Regions from separate parts of the Mus musculus genome. Here region 2 is linked to region 1. A link is a contact called in public HiChIP or PLAC-seq data. All regions are on one chromosome and are shown on one strand. Each heading gives the region's core, a stretch centred on a gene start, on an enhancer-like site or on the middle of the called end of the contact. The rest is flanking DNA. Distances are from core to core; before and after follow the strand shown.

Region 1 (4,015 bases), core at 947-3,446:
CGGATCCCATTATAGATGGTTGTGAGCCACCATGTGGTTGCTGGGAATTGAACTCAGGGCCTGTGGAAGAGCAGCTAGTTCTCTTAACCACTGAACCATCTCTCTAGCCCCCCACCTCGATTGTTTAAAAAGTCAAATTGTTACCAACTTTATTTTACTCATTTCATATTCAAAAGTGAAAATAGAATAAGGGGCAAAAAATAAAGACAGGGTTTCAGTATGTAACCCTGGCTGGCTTGGAAACTGAAAAGTAGACCAAGCTAGCCTTAAATTTATGGAGATCCACCTGCCTCTACCTCGAAAGTGCTAGGATTACAGTAGGTAAATAGCTCTTGCTCTAGTGCGCTTGCTTGATCGCCCCCCCACCCCACCCCACCCCACTCTCATTCTGTCTCTCTCTCCTCCTAACAGGGCCTCATATGTCCTAAGCTGGCTGGTCCTTCTGACTCCTGGTTTTACACAGTGATGAAGATCGTAGCCCTCCTCACTTTCTTTTTTAACTTTCTAAAGGATGAATTTTAATTCCTAAATGACAACTTCTAAAAGGAAAAAAAAAAAGTTACATAGTATCTTTAGTTTTAGAAAAGGCTATTTACATTGAGAAAGTCTTACAATGTAGCCTAAGCCAGGTTGAATTCAGTGATCCTCTTACCTCACTGTACTGGGGGTGGGAGGGTTTAAAAGCAAATTAGTAGGTGCCACCACACTAGGCTATATGGTAGTAGTTTGCTGACTTAGAATTTGCTGAAGTTGTTTCACAAAACTACAGCAGAATTTTCTTTTAAAGAACTATCACCTGGTAGTCAGGCATGGTGGCACATTCCTGTAAATCTCAGCAATGGGAAGGCTAAGGTAAGGGGAAGACAAATTTAAAAATAGCTTCCACTATATAGCAAGAACCCCGAGAACGAGGGCGACAGGGCAGGGAGACACCGACACAGACACAACACAGACAGATACACACACACACATACACACACACTCGGGTGTGGTAGGGAGGTAGGATTGTAAAATCAAAATTAAGAAACTTAAAACGAATGATCCTAAAACAAAAGTGTCTAAATATAAGGTAGGTTTTAAAATAAAAATAGTAAAATATTAGCAGAAAGCAAACCACGCTTTACTGATAACACGTAAGCATAAGGGGGAAATTTTTACTACTTCCGTATAATCAAGGAAAAGATGCCCATATCATGACGATACAACTGGAGGGGTGTGTTTGCAAACCTTCAGGACTGGAGAACACAGGATGAACTGCGGAAGTGCATACCCTTTGACAAGCAACTGTGCTCCCCATCATCCAAAACAAGTATCACATTTTTTTTAAAAAAAAGCTCTAAGGATTTTAACTGCACTACTTCAATGCTGGAAAGCCACAACCAAATACAGAACATGCTGTAAACGTAGCACATGCAAGCAACCAAAGGTTATCTAGGTACAATGCAGAAGTGAGATGTCAAAATAGTACAAACGATATGATTCAAGTTTGGGGGTAAGAAGGCGTGTATACACACATACACTCAGAAAAACAATCATGGAGACATACATCGAATGCTAGAGTACGATGAATTTTTTTCCTAATTTACTTTTTCTTTCTACCTGGAACGTGCACTATTAGCATATTCTGACGGATTACCCAAGGTTGGCCTCACATCAAGGGTTGCATCAAGGCCAACAGACAGCGAACAGGGTGTTCACTCCCCATCCCACCTCGGCCGCCACAAGCAGCAAAGCGGCGGGCATCTGCGGCCTGACAAGCCGGACAGCCCCAGCAGGACCCCGCCCCTCCGCCTTGGGTTCCGCCAACACTCGATCGGGTGACGCGGCCGGAGCCGAGTGCTTGTCCTCACCTTGTAGTAAAACACCGCCTCAGAGTAGCGGCCTTCGTGGTCGCGCTGCACTGCCAGCCGCGCGAACTGCACGGCGTCCCGCTCCAGCGCCGACGCGTCCATGGCGCCCAAGGCCCCACGCCGGGGGAGGCAGACAGGCCCTGACGCGGAACCCCGACGCCCGGAGGCACTGCGGCGAGAACTGGGGACCCCGCGGGTGGAGTGGCAAAGTTTACTTTCGAGGGCGGCGGAAGAGATGACGGAGCCCCACTACCTCAGACCCGCCCGGAGGACTGCGAGCTCCGAGCAGCCCGGGCTCGGAGCCCTCGCGGCCGCCCCCACCCCTCGCGTCCTTGCTCCGCCCATCAGCCGCATTGCGCAGGCGCAGTCGACCCCGGCCGGGAGGGGGAGCGCTCCCGCCGAAGCAGGCGGGGCTCAAGGCGATCGTAGGTGGGCGGGGCCAGAACAATGTCCAGTGGGATTGGACAAGAGGAAGCAGGTGCCAGGGCGAAGCTGAGGGCTCCGCTTCCGCCTGCTAGAAAGAAGGTGCCAGTGCCCAGGAGGTTGTTGGAGAGAATCAGGGGATGGCTTGAAAGGAGCATGCGCGTTATGGAGCCCTTGGTCCGCTAAGTGAGAAGGGTAGGCGGAAAGAAACAATCAGTAGCACCTCGTATTGCCAACTGGTTTAATTAGAAATAAAGATATGAAATGAGGCTAGGAGGTGCTTTTGAGATGCTCTGGTAATGTTCATTTGACAAACTAAAGTATGACCTTCTACGGCTCCCCAAGGCACACCGAAGTGTATTGTTTGAATTGTCTACAAACCAGATGATGTATTTTTGACTTGTATCTTAGGGCAAGTTGAAGGTTGTAATTACATAGTAAATGGTAGTGTGGTTGCTTTCTTTTATCCCCTTAAAAGTTTGAATTCAGCAGTGATGAAAATTAACTAATGGCAAGTGCCAGAACTTGGATGAGATTCAAAATCCATGCTGTGTCAAAGTAGCAAGTCTTGACAAAATTATACACTGTATGATCCCACACATAAGAAACATTAACGCAGCATATGGTGACACATTCCTGTAAGCCAGCAGTCTGGAGGCTGTGGTAAGAGGACTGGGCCAGCATGATCTACACAGCAAAAACCCTGAACGACCCCAGGAGGCATATGTCTGTTGTAGTGGAGCACTCTCCGTGCAAACATGAACACAAATCAGCTGGAGATATTGCTAAGAGTTGATTGTGAGCCTGGCTGTGGTGCTCGCTTTTAATCCCACCACTCCAGAGGCAGAAGAAGCAAATCTCTGAGTGCTTGGCCAGCCTGGTCTTCAGAGCTCATTACAGGATAGTAGTGTGGCCACACAGAGAAAACCTGTCTCAGGGAGAGAGAGAAAAGGAGTTGAATTGATTGTGATCCAGTCTAGAGTGGTATCAGCTGTCTTCAAGCTCAAGAAAGACTCCTTAGTGATGCTCATGCTGGTGGTTCAGGATATTCATTATCAAGGTCACAATGGGGTGGATGTTACTACTGAAACTGGTCAGTGTACAGCTAAAGAGGCTGTGGTCAGCATCCCTGAGCATCATGTGTGTCTCGACCCTCCACCTTGCTTGTGCCAGCTATGAATGTCTGTCGTCCCCTTCCTCCATTCTTACAATCTCAAGCCTTAGCAATAAGATTTTCTTCATACCAATCCCCTGAAGGGGCTTTTGTTCCATGTCACCATCCCCTAGAGAAGCTCTTAGTGTTTAGTCTTGGATGGCCCCTCACAAATGAATCATGAGACAGACAAATGATCTTGCAGATGGGTAGTTACACATTTGTTTGTTTGTTCACCAATTGAAAAGTATTTGCTTATACTCACACATGCTGGGTCCTTACCTGCCAAATTTCCCAAGTTTCATGAAGCTCCAAAAGTATGTTCATGAATCTAACTAAAAGGCAGGAAGTACTTTTACGGCTAAGTATTTTTCCCCTAGGTTTAAATGATGGCTCAGTGGTTAAGAGCATGTATTCTTGCACAGGATTGGGGAGGGATTCCCAACACCCACCTAATGGCTCACAACCTCTGAACTTCCAATTTCAATGGCCTCTTCTAATCTCCAAGAACATACACCAGTCACACACCAGACTACAGTGGAGCAAAATGTTCATACACATATATAAATCTCAACATAAAAAATTTTTA
Region 2 (4,015 bases), core at 699-3,198, 100 kb after region 1:
CTGCCCTTTTTTTTTTAAAGGGGACTGAATTTTTTTTTTAAGATTTTTTATTTATATGAGTACACTACAGCTTCTGCTCTTTGCTGATATTGCTACCTGTTCCCATTCTTACAGGCCAGAAAAATCAATTATAAATGTTTTTTCTCTGCGCCATGCCAGTCATTTTACATTAGATATCTGGATTCTCTTCAACAAACTTTTGAAAGATTCATTTTATGCATATGAATGTTTTTCCTGAATGTATGTATGTGCCCCACCTGCATGCCTGGTGTCCATGGAAGTGAGACATGAGTAGGAGCCCCTAGAAGCAGAGCTACAGATGGTTATGAGCCTCCATGTGGATTCTGGGAACTAACCCAGGCCCTCTAGAACAGCAACAAGTGCTCTTAACCTGAGCACTCTCCAGCCCTTTAAACAAAATTGTAATTTTAAAATAGTTTACAGGAAAAAAAAATGTGGAAAAAAGTGCAGAGAACTCTCACATATTCAAACCCAGAGCCTGTTTTTGCTGATGTCTTAGAGTCACATGGTAAATTTTTCACAACAAATAAACCAATACTGGGTGGGGGGGGGCTGGAGAGATGGCTCAGTGGTTAAGAGCACTCCCTGCTCTTCCAGAGGTCCTGAGTTCAATTTCCAGCAACCACATGGTGGCTCATCACCATCTGTAATGAGATCTGATGTCTTCTTCTGATGTGCAAGCATGCATGCAGACAGAGTACTCATACATAAAAAAAATATAAAATGAATATTTATATATAATAATCCACTAAAGGCTACACACCACTCAGCTTTTCCTCATTTTTTTCTATATTTTTCTTTTTAATTTCTATCTAGGATACTACATAGCACCAAGTCATCTTTTTGTTTTGATTTAGTTTCCCTTTTTGAGACATGTTCTCACTATGCTGCCCTTGGATGGTCTGGAACTCGTATATAAGCCAGGCTGGCCTAGAACTCATCAAAATCCACCTGCCTCTGCCTCCTAAGTACTGAGAATAAAGACAGGTGCCACCATTCCCAGCCACATGAGTTATTGTTAGGTTCCTCTTGGAGGTGACAGCTTTTCCTGTAACCATTTTGTGGAGTACTAATTGGGTATTGTGCCTAGTGTCCCCTAACTGGGACTTATAACTTTCATCATGATCAGATCAGACTATGGTTCTGACCTCTGAAGACCACAGAGGGAAAGTGCGTTCCATCACATGAAGTTCCATGCTGTCAACAGGATCGAAGGCAGCGCCTGTCAGCTGTGCCCCTGTGCATGCTGCCGGCAAGGTATGGAGGACTTAAGCACCCTCCTCTCTGAGAGTGGAGTTCTGCACAGATTACCGCTCCTCCCCCACTCGTTTATTGACTCATTTGTATTGCTTATATCTTTACTGAGTATATGTATTGTGTTGTGATAGTCATCTGTTTTTCACCCCCCACCCCCTTCTGCCATTGCTGGTGCTCATTGAGCCCCACAGACCTGCAGCAAGAACCTGTCCGCATGGTTTTCTAGACCCACTTCACTGATTCACCCGCCCTCTCTCCTTGTACCAGTTACCACATTACCTGTGGTAGCTTTTGCTTAGGCTTGTCATCTGTGGCCTTTTTGGAAATAGGGCCCTGCACAGCGGGCCTCCCACAGCACCTCACCCATGGGCTTTCTGCTTTGGGTCCCCAGCGTGGAACCCCTGACTCTCATCCTCAGTCTGTTGAATGCCACCTCTTTGTTCTCACTGGATTCTCACTTGTGTCTCTGCTGGTGCCCTTGGAACCCATGTCCTCTGTCACTCCTACAACATTAGGTCTGTCTCTACTGCTGGATTGGAAACCCCTTGCAGTCCGAGACCGGCTTTGTTAGACATTCTTCATTCACGTTTGCTGCCGAGCCCAGAATTCCACCTTCAGAGGCAGTTTGTTCTCCATTCCCGCTGGGTTCTCGATCATGTTGTTCTGCTATTGCACACCAGAGGGCAGTGTTAGCAAGTTGAGGAAGGAGACTGTGCAATCTCTGTTGAGGATTACACAGCTTTAATGCTCCTCACTTGTTCTAGACACATTAGTTCAAGTTTATTCATGAGAGTATTTATGTTAGGCTTAGAGATGAGCATCAAAACGAACAACGACGCTGCTACATTTAGACAAGACTGTCTAGAAAAGCTCCTCTAGCCTCCAAGTGGCCTTCCCGACCCTGCTGTGACACCGCACCTCCACCAAATGGCCACTCCCATTCCCAAGGGATATGTGATATGGTTCTATGACCCTTCTGCATTGCCCTTCTACTACATATACATACATGCATGTACACACATGCAAACACAGAAAGGCACATGCCCACACACAGCCACCAGAGTCTGCCATTGATGGTCCAAAGACTCCAACCTCTACGGACAAGACAAGAGATGCTGTGAAAAGTAACATCTCTACTGGCCCTGATCTAAGGACACAGTGTCAACTTCCCCACCCCCAGCCCTTCCCCCACTGCCCCTACCCCTGCCCCGTGTTCCATGCTGACAGGAGGTGAGTCACGGCGTCATGGAGGCCACCAGATGAAAGAAGACTGCTTAGTGACCAAGCAAGGAAACCCCATTTTAAAGGATCAGAGATCACAAGGCCCAGAGTGGGGGTGAAGCCTCCCAGCCCCTCCCCCCTTGGCCCTGGCTTCTTGACCCTAGCCTGCACACATGCCTGATAAACAGGAAGACCTCCGCGCCATCAGTGTCCATCCGTCTAAGTGCATCTGAAACCTGTCTGAGCCTTCAAAGACATCCCTAGGCATCAGGATCATACTAGAAGGGACGCCATCCTCAAGGAAGCAATTCCCCATTGTGTTCCGTTCCTTGGGAATGGTGAATTTGTAAACAGGCTCTTACATTTAGACAAATCCTGCCCTGGCTTTGTGCTGGGGTGTTGTTTTTTTTCTCCCCTGAACAATGCCCTTTCCATTCGGGCCAGCCGTTCACACTATTGTCCAAGACCCTTGGACTACAGGAAACAGTGCCAGATTCTTATCTGCTGAGGCGGGTGGAGGTGGTGTGGACAATGACATCATGTCCACAAAACAGGCTGCTGTTCCGAATGTCATTCTTCTATATCTGTATCTGTGGGAGCAGAGCTGCCCTGACTTCCCAACAGGACAATCTGGACGTCATGTGTTCCTAGTACAGCCCCTTCTATTGGAAGGTAGACACCTGGATTCTGCATCGGGACTTACTTTTCATTAACCTCATCAGGTCATGGTTTTCTGATGGCCCTGGTTGTTCCTCTCCGTCCATGGGAAACACATATCGTAGTTGAATTAGCAACCTTGAGCCTAATCCTCCCCACATTCGCCATCAGCAGAGCTCCTGGGAACAGGCCGTCAGCTGGCTGCTGGAGGCCTACGGTTGGCGATCCCAGCCTCCCTTTCAGGCCTCCCTGGAGACCTTGCAGCAGGTCTTATTCCCAACAGAGGATGATTGAGGAACTAGAAATTTCCTTAATGAAACTGCAACTCAGAAAGTGAAAGGCTTCATTGTGAGGCCGCCTTGGAAGAAAGGGGGCCAAGGTGAACAGGCTGGGCAGTGAGAAGTGGGCACCAGGCCATTGCTGCCTTCCTCGTCTCCCATCTCCCAGAAAAGTAGGTGAGTCCGGAAAAGGAGCCAGGGTGGGACCCCGACAATCCCCAAGCTCCTTATCAGATCTTGTGTCCAAACCTGGCCCTGCCTACCCCTTTCCTTCCAAGTCTGTAGTCTTAGAAAAACACGGAGGTCCATTTTTGGGGTGTGTTCAAGCTTCTCCTCACAGCCCCTTCAGCCCAGGACACAAGCGAGCCAAGGCTGGCTCCTTATTGCAGATGAAAATTCGGCTGGTTCTGAGTCCTACCCCTCTCCTAGTTTTAAGAATATGGTACTACACGGAGGAACTTCCATTATTCGGCTGACAGGCACATGAGCTGATCTTCCAGGGCCTAAGTGGAGCCAGGCTGCCAGCAGCCTACATTGTCTAAAAGGAGACCATCTCCTGGTAGCTGCTACATGCCCACTCC

The links. HiChIP or PLAC-seq counts read pairs in DNA pulled down with a chosen protein or histone mark.
Region 2: an H3K27ac HiChIP or PLAC-seq map of extraembryonic endoderm stem cells shows a contact between it and region 1. The contact joins the enhancer-like site here to the promoter of Capn7 in region 1. A contact is called at or near these places in 3 of 39 promoter capture datasets (the C10 cell line, neural stem cells and pre-B cells), 1 of 15 datasets of contacts at CTCF or cohesin (CD8 T cells), 11 of 484 Hi-C or Micro-C datasets (the AML12 cell line, the G1E-ER4 cell line, cortical neurons and 5 more), 10 of 115 datasets of contacts at active chromatin or transcription factors (the 230-238 cell line, the SCID.adh cell line, bone marrow-derived macrophages and 5 more) and 3 of 9 other capture datasets (adipose tissue, liver and pancreatic islet).

The regions. Positions count from the first base shown.
Region 1 is chr14:31,334,819-31,338,833 of GRCm38.p6, reverse strand. It overlaps Capn7 (calpain 7), which reads right to left and starts at 2,196. Exons shown (of 21, transcript NM_009796.3): 1 at 1,851-2,196. The coding sequence starts at 1,952.
Region 2 is chr14:31,232,109-31,236,123 of GRCm38.p6, reverse strand. No RefSeq gene overlaps it. Among named protein-coding and RNA genes, the nearest start is that of Sema3g, 16 kb to the right of the region's middle. Within about 2 kb of position 1,948, at least 35 of the 459 cell types and tissues checked have an H3K27ac peak or open chromatin away from gene starts, as enhancers often do. A contact at or near this core is called in the SCID.adh cell line, adipose tissue, bone marrow-derived macrophages and 3 more, where this site is marked.